Linked DNA regions of Mus musculus: all the other regions are linked to region 1. A link is a contact called in public ChIA-PET and HiChIP or PLAC-seq data. All regions are on one chromosome and are shown on one strand. The core of a region is the stretch at or near the end of the contact, and the rest is flanking DNA. Distances in the headings are between cores, read along the strand shown.

The links. ChIA-PET counts read pairs in DNA pulled down with a chosen protein or histone mark. HiChIP or PLAC-seq counts read pairs in DNA pulled down with a chosen protein or histone mark.
Region 2: an RNA polymerase II ChIA-PET map of memory CD8 T cells shows a contact between it and region 1, with 10 times the contacts expected there. The contact joins two enhancer-like sites. A contact is called at or near these places in 9 of 39 promoter capture datasets (the 3T3-L1 cell line, 3T3-L1-derived adipocytes, cranial neural crest and 6 more) and 3 of 115 datasets of contacts at active chromatin or transcription factors (T-cell acute lymphoblastic leukemia, cardiomyocytes and memory CD8 T cells).
Region 3: a contact with region 1 is called in a BATF HiChIP or PLAC-seq map of CD8 T cells, with 5 read pairs. The contact joins two enhancer-like sites. A contact is called at or near these places in 1 of 15 datasets of contacts at CTCF or cohesin (pro-B cells), 1 of 484 Hi-C or Micro-C datasets (bone marrow-derived macrophages) and 3 of 115 datasets of contacts at active chromatin or transcription factors (CD8 T cells, double positive thymocytes and thymic regulatory T cells).

What each region holds. Positions count from the first base shown.
Region 1 is chr6:66,492,130-66,496,004 of GRCm38.p6, reverse strand. It overlaps the pseudogene Gm19764. Among named protein-coding and RNA genes, the nearest start is that of 2610300M13Rik, 28 kb to the right of the region's middle. Within about 2 kb of position 2,109, at least 23 of the 459 cell types and tissues checked have an H3K27ac peak or open chromatin away from gene starts, as enhancers often do. A contact at or near this core is called in CD8 T cells and memory CD8 T cells, where this site is marked.
Region 2 is chr6:65,598,597-65,602,471 of GRCm38.p6, reverse strand. It overlaps Tnip3 (TNFAIP3 interacting protein 3), which reads right to left. Exons shown (of 8, transcript NM_001001495.2): 5 at 2,531-2,659. Among named protein-coding and RNA genes, the nearest start is that of Tnip3, 10 kb to the right of the region's middle. Within about 2 kb of position 2,176, at least 77 of the 459 cell types and tissues checked have an H3K27ac peak or open chromatin away from gene starts, as enhancers often do. A contact at or near this core is called in memory CD8 T cells, where this site is marked.
Region 3 is chr6:65,645,886-65,649,760 of GRCm38.p6, reverse strand. No RefSeq gene overlaps it. Among named protein-coding and RNA genes, the nearest start is that of Gm36144, 23 kb to the left of the region's middle. Within about 2 kb of position 1,845, at least 36 of the 459 cell types and tissues checked have an H3K27ac peak or open chromatin away from gene starts, as enhancers often do. A contact at or near this core is called in CD8 T cells, where this site is marked.

The DNA of each region.
Region 1 (3,875 bases), core at 860-3,359:
TGACTAGGAACCTGTAAGGTGGTTCAACCATAGCTGTAAAACATAAACCTTTTGAATAATAGATGCATTCTTCACAGCATGTAAAATATCATTTATTTTTAGGTAGTCTCTGACATCTAGGATATATTATAAATAAGGTTATAATGTTAAAGGCAGTTGTTCTTTCCTTAAGTACTTGTTCAAATATTATATGAGAGAACCAAGAAAGAAATACAGACTGATGCAATTAGGGATGATTCTCAAACAGGAAAGAAAGAGGCCCATGGAAAAGATTTAGAATCTTGGAGGATGCTGTCAGCTTGGGTAAATGTCTGGGCTTTTTTTTTTTTTAAATGAATATGGAAGCAAAGATATAAACAGCCAAGATAAACACTTCTCATATTCTGTAAATGCCTATGAAAATAATGAGCATGTTGAGAACCCCGCTGAAGGGTTCAGTTACATTGACTCTGTTGTGTACCCAGGGCTGTGGCTTTGTAGTCTCTTCTCACCTCTACCTTTAGATGAAGACAGGTGTGTTTGTTTTGTTTTTTTTCAGTGTTAGTGGAAGAACTGAAGCACTTACCTCAACATGGAGTCTTATGGTCAGTCTGTGTGTGCCTATTCACCTGTGTACTGAATGGTTTCTATGGTCACCAAAGTCAAATCCATTTGAGTGAGATGAAAATTCTGACCTGACTTCACTGGTAACTCAACCATGTTCAAACTGTCAGTGTGAAAACGCAACATGTGGTTGCTGTAAGAGAAGCATCCTGTCATGGTTAGGCATGATCACTCTCCCCTAGATGGAAGTCATTATGAAACACACAGAACGTGGATTTCTTGTCAGTCCCTGCTCTGTGGCTCAGGCAGAGAAGTGTGCTGTAGTGACAGATTATGAGCATATCTGAGACACTTTCAAGAAAGCCTCAGATGATTGAGTTTTATGTTTCAAACAGCCCCACCTTGGTAAGAAAGAATAGCCTGAAGGTTTTGAATCTGGGTTGCTTTTATGTGTAAATTGGTATGGTACAGTCTGACTACTCTTAAGTTGTCACTAGAAATTATAGCTTAAGGTTTCTTTAAAGCCCATGATCTCTGCCAGGTTTAACAATACCCGAGTCATCTGGTGGCATAGGAGGCATTCAAAGTTCCTTTCAGTGGGGCCATTTTACATCTGAAGTCTAACTTGTAACGTCTTCACTCTCTCTAGTACAATGACATTTATGAGTAACAGCAAGCAGCCACAGGAAGCAGCAATGATGATCAGTAGTAAATCCACCTCTCTGACAACAAAAATAGTGACGTCATTGCCATATTAGTCTTATGAAGAAGAACATGCCGGGGTCTATACCTTTTCTACAGAAAGCAACCAAAGAAATTACTTTAGAAATAGACCCTAGGGCTGTAGACTGGGAGAGATCAAGCAATGTAGCTAATATTTCAAGGACCAGGGGGCAGTTCAGGAAGCTCTATAATGAAAAATAAAGAAATTGATATATAACAGTGACATTTAGTGTCTTTCCAAAATGGTTAAAGCCAACACTCTTAGCAGACTAAGGGGCCTACAGGTCGACATGGCCTGTCATAGGAAAATGTCACAGGCTGCGAGGCTGAAACAACCTAAATTTATTATCCCATTGTCATGGAGGCTAGAAGTGCAGATTAAGATCCAGCAGTGGCCGTTTCTGAGGATGATGCACATCTGGGCCTGAAGAGACTATTTCTAGCCGTCCTTATGTTAGGCAGGTGGACATCTTTAGTGTCTCTTCCTCTGTAATGACTCAGTTGCATCTGATAAATCTCCACCTTAATCAATAAGGGCAGGATATGGACGTAGGTAAGGCAGATTTAGAGTGAGCATTCTTCTCCTTGGGTCAAAGATGGAGATGTTCCTGGTCTTATTTCAGTTGAAGGCTAGAAATGCCGGGAGGATTTCTGGCCTCTGAATCCTGGACTAAGTTCTAAGTGATTTTAGGCTTACCTCTCTAGAATGGGGGATGTTAGAGTAGCCTTTGAGATCCCTGAAGCTTTAAACTCTGCTTTCCATTTCCCTCATAACACAAGAAAGGGGAACATCCTTTGTACTCTTTTAGATCTGGTCAACAGAGTGGTAATTCTGGTCTTGAGCAAAGACGTGTACATTTCCTCCCAGAAGCCCTCAGTGCAGCTACTCACAGAGCTGCTGCTGTGCAGCTGTGCTAAGTCTGACTGCTTTTTTTTGTTGTTGTTGTTTTTGTTTTTTCAAGACAGGGTTTCTCTGTGTAGCCCTGGCTGTCCTGGAACTCACTTTGTACACCAGGCTGGCCTCGAATTCAAAAATCCGCCTGCTTCTGCCTCCCAAGTGCTGGGATTAAAGGCGTGCACCACCACCGCCCAGCTCTGACTGCTTTTCTGAGTTAGGATTTTTTTTTTTATACTTTGAAAAAGTCTGTTTCTTAAACTGGCCAAAGTTCAAGTATGGCTTCTCTGGTACTTTGGGCTTTCTCACTCTTTCTCTCTTTAGGCTACCTCCACCTCTCCCCCTGCCTTTGCTGAGTAGTTGCTTGCTCTAGGTAGCTGCTTGAAGATGCCCAGTGCTGAATATCCTGTTCTAACACAAAAGGCATGGCATTTTCCATTTCTCCTCTCCTTATCCCAGTAGCTTCTTTACGCTGGTTTTTTTTTCTCTTAGATTTGAATAAAATTGTCTATGAGCTTCCTATTAAGTTGTTTTAAAATTCTTTTATCAATGAGACTAAAAGCCAAGTGAGGAGACCCCAGTTTCCCTAGTAGCATAGGGCCAGTGGTTTTGGGTGAGAAAATTATACAGAATAGTTTTATTTATTTATTTTTTAGATTTATTTACTTATTTCATATATGTGAGTATACCATCACTGTCTTCAGACACAACAGATGGGTTGCCCATTACAAATGCTTGTGAGTCACCATGTGGTTGCTGGGAATTGAACTCAGGACCTCTGGAAGAGCAGTCAGTGCTCTTACCCACTGAGCCATCTTTCCAGCCTTACAGAATAGTTTTACTAAATCCATATCAAAAATGATAATCTGAAAATATAAGAATTCCACTTTTTATTATTGTCCTGGCTTATTTGGTCATAGCCTATGCCATTCTCAGAAGAATTTTCTCCTTAGCAATTATTTTTAAACTTGTAATATATGTGTCTTACTTAGATTTTAAGTATTCAACATGTTTAAATTACCAAAATAATGTATCTTAAAACATAAAATAGAAATACCATGGGAAATATGTGCTAGGATATTTATATATGGAAACTTTGATTACCAGGTTACAAAAGACTGAAATTTCATTTGCTTATAGTCTATAATAACCATTTATGTTTATGTTCCTACTGGTTTAATATCTTCTCCTGACCCATTACATTCAGAGCCTGAGGTTTGTTTGTTTGTTTGTTTGTTTGTTTGTTTTTTAAACAAAGTCTTGATATTTGCCAGATGGAATTAGAAGTTGTTCTGGTCTAATTCTAATTGTCATAACCCACTTCACAATTCCATTATGGATGAGGTCATTAGTGAATAACATCATTCTCACTTGTTCCTAGACTGTAACAACGAAAAAGGCTTCTTTTCAGAATTAGTGCAGGACAGAGTTCCTAAATATCTCTCTCTCTCTCTCTCTCTCTCTCTCTCTCTCTCTCTCTCTCTCTTTCTCGCACACGCATGTGCACACAGACATATGTTTGTACATACAAACACAAACTATACAAGTTGAGTTGAAAACATTTGACTGGAGGAATGTCTATGTTGTGGGTGGTTATGAAATGCCACAGGCTTTAGGAAATAGTGAGCTGTGTAAAAGATTGGCCAGCAGAAAAGGAACAGGTCACCAAGAGTCACTGAATGAATTCTGCAGAGTTCAAAGCATTTAGCATCTC
Region 2 (3,875 bases), core at 927-3,426, 890 kb after region 1:
TAATTGAGGTGAGAAGAAAAGTATTTTTTGAAAATATATTTGTGTGAAGACATGAATTTTGTTAGGATTATTTTTTCTTTGATGGGATTTTGTGTTTTTATGTACCAAACTATAGTATTCCTTTTTTCCTTGGAGACACACCTGCTAGGCCTGGAGCTTGCTATAGAGACCAGGCTGGTGTGATCCTCCAGGAGTTGCAGATCCTCCTGCCTCTGCCACCTAAGTGTTGAGGTTATAGTGCATGGTAAGTGTGCATGGCAGTTGCCTATTTCTCTGAATTTAAATAGGTTCTGGCAACCACAATCACCATTAGCAGGAAAACAGCATGCATTAGCATTTTCTCTAAGCATTGCTCCAGTTACCTGGCAACAGCCAGGTGTGTCTAAGCTCCTCCCCACAGTTACCTGGCAAAAGCCAGGTATGCCTGACCCAGTATAAAAGGAGCTGCTTGCCCCCTCCTCTCTCTCTTGCTCTTGCCTTCTTTCTCCCACTCTGTCTCCTTGCCCCCTCCCCCCCCCCAATCTCTCCACGTGCTCATGGCAGCCTCTGCTTCTTCTCTCTTCTCTTCTCTTCTCTTCTCTTCTCTTCTCTTCTCTTCTCTTCTCTTCTCTTCTCTTCTCTTCTCTTCTCTTCTCCCCTCCCCTCCCCTCCCCTCCCCTCCCCTCCCCTCCCCTCCTTTTCTCCCCTCTTCTCTTCTCCCCTCTTCTTCCCTCTTCTCTTCTCCCCTCTTTCCCCCTTTTCTCCTCCTCTCTCTCTCTCCCTGCCTTTCTCTGCCTCTACTAAGCTATCAACTCCCCTGCTCACACCCTGAATAATAAATTCTATACTATATTGTGTGTTTAGTCCCTCAGGGGGAAGGGATGCCTCAGCATGCGCCCGAGGAGGCACCTCCTTCCCCCACATCTCATCACATATCCACAAAACATATTCCCCTGCTCTTTATCTTTTTATAAACACAACAGCATGAGCACATGGAAATGAACCAAAATACAAAACTCTTGAGTGTTTATATGTTTTTGTTGTTTGAGTTTTTGTTTTGGTTTGGTGTTTGTTTGTTTGTTTGCCTTCATGTGGCAAGAGGACCAGGAGCTCAAATGTGATCATATTTATCCAACTTCCTCTGATGCATGTGGAGTAATTTTTCCAGTAGAGGATAAAAAAGAAAAGACATATATTTTCCCTGAACATTTTCTCTCTCTCTGAAGGATGAAATAGAGTTTATGAAGTCTTTCTTTACCTTCCTGTTTTCTCTTGAAGAATTACTTGTGCTGCAAGCAGACCTAATGCCAAGTCTGGCTAGTAAGCATCCTGTCAAAGACATCAGCATACAGCTCACTTGGGTCTTTAAACGGGGTCTGTGAGCATGAGCTGGCATGCAGTCCAAAGTATAGGACTAGACACATTTTAAAGGCCAGCCTGCTACTTGCTTTTGCTGTAGATAATTTCTGTTAATTTGGTCATGAAATAATTGAGCAATGCATATCTCAACTCAACCACATTCTTCAGTATGCCTGTGTTTACACTTGGCTTAGCTCTTGGAAAAACAACAGTACAGGATTTATGTTTTTGTGCTACATTAGCTTTCTCATTCCACAGAATATTACATTAGTTCATGAGACAAAACACATACACATATACATACACCCATATATACAAATGTATACACACATGTACATATACACAAATATATGCACACACTTATATACACATACACATATATACATACATAAACACATATATACACACATGTTCACATGCATATATCACACATATACATTCACAAACACACATGTATATATACATATATACTACACATTACACATACATGCACATATCACACATATCTAATACACACATATATGCATACATACATGCCCACATATACATATACATAGACACATAGGTACATACACACACCTATACAAACATATGCCCACATTCACACACACACTCATAGTCATCCTTTTACAGCAATTCAGTTTCTCCTCTGAGCTTAGCTATTGAGCCATTTGTAGGCCCCCCAAAGCCCTGCTCTTTCAGTGGCTATTCACAGTGGATTCAGGCTTGCTCCCCCGCGGACAGCAGATGGCTCGGCCTTGAATTTGCCCTTGGGCATGCTCCCATAGATCATGCATGCATCAAACCCAGCTCCAGAGCTATCACTTTAAAGAACAGCTTGCTTCCTCAGGAAGCTTTTGTGGTTGACCAAAATATGTGTTATTGTTCACAAACACCCCATGCAGTTATGTAGTTCTTTTTTTTTTTTTTTTTTTTAAAGAAAAAGTTCTTACTGACGACTATTATTTCTCTTTTATTTCTACTTTTCATGGTCCTTGGCAGGGACAAAAATTCCCTAAAGCGTCCTAACCAAATATGGCTTATATGCTGTGGCTAGATGCTCTGTGTAAACTGGAGAGAGCATCCTCAGCAGAAGCAAGAGGAACCTCACTGTGGCCCTGGCTCTGTGGTGATTCACAACCTCCTGCTGAGGCTTTCTTGTTGACTCTCCTTGCTTCACCTGCTCTGGTACCTTATTGAGGCGTTTAATTTCACATGCATAATGCTCTTTCTTCCTGTTGGCCAGAGCGTTGTTTTCTTTCAACAGCTTATTCTCCTTCTTCAGTGCCTGTAATTCTTTCCTTAGGCTGTCCTTTTCCTTCTGAAGAAAAGAACAAGAAAACAAGATCCAAATAAAAAAATTACCGAAGGGAACAGTAGGGCAGAAATCCTCAAACTGACTGCCTAGCTTAGTCATTCCCCAAGCAAGCAAAGGGAACCTGCAAGGCTTTCTCTAACAATCCCTTTGAGCATTATTCTCTGAATAGGGGACAGACAGGGGTACTGAGTGCATCAAAACTTAATGCGATTGTGGTGATGCTGGGGGTAAAAATTAAAGACCTTAATCCTCATATGCAGTAGTCAAATCAGTGGGTGTGGTATGTAATCTACTTCCTATTTCTAAGGAACTGGTTTAAAACATTTAAAAGGCCTGGTCTACAGAGTGAGTTCCAGGACAGCCAGGGCTATACAGAGAAACCCTGTCTCGAAAAAATAAAAATAAAATAAATAAAATAAAATAAAATAAAAAAGTAGGGGAAAAAATCACTGCAATAAACTGATACTAAATAGATCAAGGCCAATCCTTCACCATTCTATATCAAAGACAAGGACAGTAATTTTTAGAAAAATATGGAACTTCACTACAGGTAAATATTCAGAGTACAGCATTTTCATACAGATAAAAGGCAAAATTCCAGCCTCTCACCGGCTGTTGGTGCCTCAGACAATCTCCAAGAAGTTCACTGTTTTATATAACTGGGGCTCCTGACTTACGCCTCTCAGTTCTTCATTTCATACAATAGAAAATTTTGTCGAGTAAATTGGACCCTTAATGAGATTTCTGTCTAGAAAAATAAATATTATAGAATATAGCTAACTCAAGATTCGAAGTAGCTAACATATTGGTTAAAATGTCATTTCAGTCTTTATAATAACTTTCCAATCTAGTTATTATATTTAATAAATCAATCTCAAGCAACTTATTTTCTTTAAAAGGGAAAACATCTCATAGCACTTCCACTAACCCTTAGATGGGTTAATCATTTTCTATTTAACAGAGGTTAAGAGAATAGTATTGTATCACATCTATAAAAGGTTCCCAAGTACAGAAGGAAAAAAAAATATTGAAATTCCCAGCTAGGGTGTAGCTGGAGAAGGAAGTGAGTGTGTGCTGCATGGCAGAAAGGGAGCCCATAAAACCTTGCTTCCTGGTTCACACTGTCAGTAACCCGAGCTAGGTGGGCAAACCTGGGCTATGGTGTGGTGAATATGGCTCCTGGCCGGGAGTGAAGATGCTCAGAGAGACAACATGCATT
Region 3 (3,875 bases), core at 596-3,095, 850 kb after region 1:
GTACTGGGGATCAAATGCCAGGGCCTCACACAGACTAGTGAAGTATTTTACCATGAAGCTTATCCTGCCCCTAATACCAGCTCCCCCTCCCCCCCATTGTCTCATTTATTGGAAATTTTTACTGAACTATTCTGAAGAACAGAAGTTGTTTTGAGACAAGGTCTCACTGTGTACCTTTGGCGAACCTGGAACTCACAGGCCTCCTGCCTCAGCTCCCAAATGCTGGAATTAATTGTAGGTATGAGCCAGCATGTCCAATGTACTGGATAGTATTATATCAAGTTGACACAAGCTAGCAACATCTCAAAGGAGGAAACCTCAATTAAGAAAAGTCCTTTATTAGATCCAGCTGCTGAACATTTTCTTAATTAGTGATTGATGGAGCTTGGCCCATTGTGTGTGGTACCATCCCTGGGCTAGTGGTACTGGGCTCTGTATGAAAGCAGGCTGAGCCAGCCATGAGGAAAAGGTCAGTAAGTAAGCAGCACTCCGTCATGACCTCTGCATCAGCTCCTGCTTCGAGGCTCTTGCCCTGTTTGAGTTCCTGCTCCGACTTCCTTCAGTGATAAACAGTGATGTGTAAGCAAAAGCCAGATACATCCTTTCCTTTCTCACTTGGTTTGTGTCATGGAATTGCATCACAACAATAGTAACTCTAACTAGGACACCCAGCTGGGACTTGATTTAATCTTAATTTTTTATTATTATAGGCCAGGTCTTCTGTTGTGGCAAACAAGTAGAGATCAGACAAGAATTTGGGTGTAGAGTTGGTTTCTTTTTCCTTCTTTCTTAGTAAGAAACTCTGCTGAGCCTTCTTGCCTCCCCATATTTATTGGTTTTTGCTTGCTTGCTTGCTTGCTTGCTTGCTTGCTTGATGGCTTGCTTGATGGCTTGATGGCTTGCTTGATGGCCTGCTTGCTGTCTGTCTGTCTTGCTTGTTTTACTGTTATGAATAGGATTCTTCTCCTAAGCTTTCTTTTGAATGGCTCATGGTTCATACACAGAAATACCCTGGTTTTCATACTCCCAATTTTGTACTTGGCCACTTTATTTCATTTATTTTTTATTTTTATACTGTTTTGTTGTTGATGATGAGGGTTTAGGGTTTTTTTTTTTTTACATAAACAAGGATATTTCTTTTCTCCTTCCAATTCAAGAGACTTATTTCTTTTTCTGGTCCATTACTTCTGGTATGCCATGAACAGAAGCAAGCCTTGTGGGAACCTTGCTTCCTAGAGCCCTCACTTTGTAGAACCCTCACTTTTTAGAAGCCTCACTTTGGACCGGGCATGGCTTCAGCCACCCCAGTGAAAGCAATATTTCCTGTGATCTTTTGGATGTTGAACCTGCCTGGCATTTTCTGTGTGTGCTGAGATGATCATCAGTTTTTATCTCTTCTTTTGTGCCGTACTATGCTGGTTTACTTGTGATCAAGGAATACGGAGCAGCACCTATTTCAGGAAAAGAATCACAGATACTTTCTTAGCCTGGACTTTTGAGCTGACAAGCAGGGGGCTCTCCTTTGCCTTTTTGTTTGTTTCTGAATCTTCCTTCTTTGCTTCCTTCCATGTGAATGACACCGAAAGAGCAAGACAAGCTAAAGATGATACACAGTGGTTAAATCTCATCACGCAGTAGTCCAGAACCCTGTGAACAGAGTTAAGGGTTGAAGACGAACATGAAGTGAAGGGACTGTTCAAAGGAAAAGCATAATCAAGCAGGGTTTCTTTGAAGGAGGAATTCACTTATTTATTCAGTCATGGATATTTACTGAGGACATGTCATATACCCGAAGCACCTCTTGCAGCCAGCACAGTCCTCTGCAGGATGTGGTTACAGACTGCTACTTCCTGAGTCAGGTCAATAGCAGAGTTTCAGAGCTTTTGTATTAATGTGTCTCTAGCTCACAGTACAGTTGGACCAAGAATGGTGATTGAAGCAACATAGCTTTGGATACAGCAGAAAGCACGGTAGATCCGCTTGCAAGAGAGCCTGGCGTGAGAAAAGGCACTGGGATGGGCTGTGGCATGAGAATTGGGCTTTCAGGTCAGCCCACCTCATACTCAGCCAGACACAAGTTAAACCTCCCTAAGGAGGGGCCACCTACCTTTCTGTATAGTATCCATCCAGAGGTGTAGGTAGGTGACACTGTCTATGTAAAACTGCCTGTCCTTTGGGTTGTGTCATCTTATTATAAATCTGGCCAAGAGCATCCACTTCTAATATTTTGGACAAATGCATGGATTATACCAGAGGCTGGACAGGATATGCAAAGATGACAATGACACAGAGTCAGAGATGGCTCAGTATGTTAAAAGCAAACTGTCCCTGATGTGTTGACTCTTTCCCACAGAGAGAACCTTTGCTAATGTTTTCCATCACAAGGGAGATGTGATGACTTATCTTGGTTGTCTACCTAACAGGATCTGGAGTCACCAAGATCTGTTGAGACATTTACAGAAAGGATTAGCTAAGGAGAATTTTTATTTGAGATAACAGTGTCTTCCTCTAAGTGCTCTAGATCACAAAGAGATCTGAGAAAAGGACAGTGCTTCCTGTCAGGCCTGTCTTTTGATTCCTGATGAGTGAGGTTATCTATCCCTCCTCTTGTGGCTCCCACTTCCATCTCTGCAGACTTTTGCCACCACCTAGTACCTTGGACATTCTAACATAAAGAGTAGTAGCTACCCAGGAATCTTCCAGGCATTCACTGGGTTTCGATCCTTGACATCCAGCTTCATGGACTGAGCAGTAATTGGTGTCTCAGCTTCTCTAGCCTGCAGACACTCATATCAGCCATTCCAGTGAATCCCTTTCATAATGCTCTTCTTGAATCTCTTTCTGTTCTTCTAGACTCTGAATCTAGAGGATGGTGCCAAACAGAAGAGAAGTGATGTAATTAGATATTAAATAGATGGCAGAAAAAGACAAAGAGGCATAAATTAGAGGACAGACTGAAGATCATACAGGTCCTAAAGGCTCAGTCAAGGTGACTGGAGGATATAAAAAGAGCAAAAACCACTGTGAGAACAAAACCAGTTAGAGAGGCTGTGGAATCTCTGCCATTCGAGATTCCATTCAAAGAAGTACTTTAGCTTAGTGATGCAGAAGGAAAAAAAATCTCACAGGTGAAGATTCTTATGACTAAATGTTTAAAACACACACAGGTTTTAAGTTGAGAGGCACTTGAGGAACGATGCCTGCCATACACAGCATGGCCTTCCTGCTTCGTGACTGCCTCCTTTCAGCAGCCCTCCCTTTCCAGAAACAAGATTATGATTAACATGATGAAATGGATTTGACTGTGAACAAGATAATATTAAAAATCAACATGTTTCTACTAACAATAAAGGTTTTAAGAGAAGATTATTTATGTCTCCTGTGCTGTCTGGTTACTGTGCATTTTTTAAAACTGTGAGTTATGGGAAGTGGGAGATGTCTTAGTGAATAGTTCCTTGGTTAAGGATAAGCTTAACCAAGCACAGGTAAGCTCTGCTCTGCTAAATGTGTCCATGAAGGTTTGACTAGTCAGGGTTCTCCAGAGAAACAGAACTGATAGGAGGAATATATACTAACAGAATTTATTAAATAAACTTACATTAAAATAGTAGCTCACCAGAGAGGCTTCTTAAAATAGAGCTCACCTGTCTCAGGGGTGGGGACGGGGTGGGGGTGGGGAGTGCCTCAGTTGTCCTGATCTGAAACTGAAAAACTGAGAGGTTCCTGCAGAGCCACTGGCCTTAGTCAATGATGGGAGTCTGAAACAGTGGTTCTGTTAAGAACAAAGGAATTAGCAGCAACAACAAGGTAAATCTGTTCAAATCAACAGTAGGAAAAAAGTCCAAGCAGCCAAGAGGGAAGGGCAATGGGGAGAA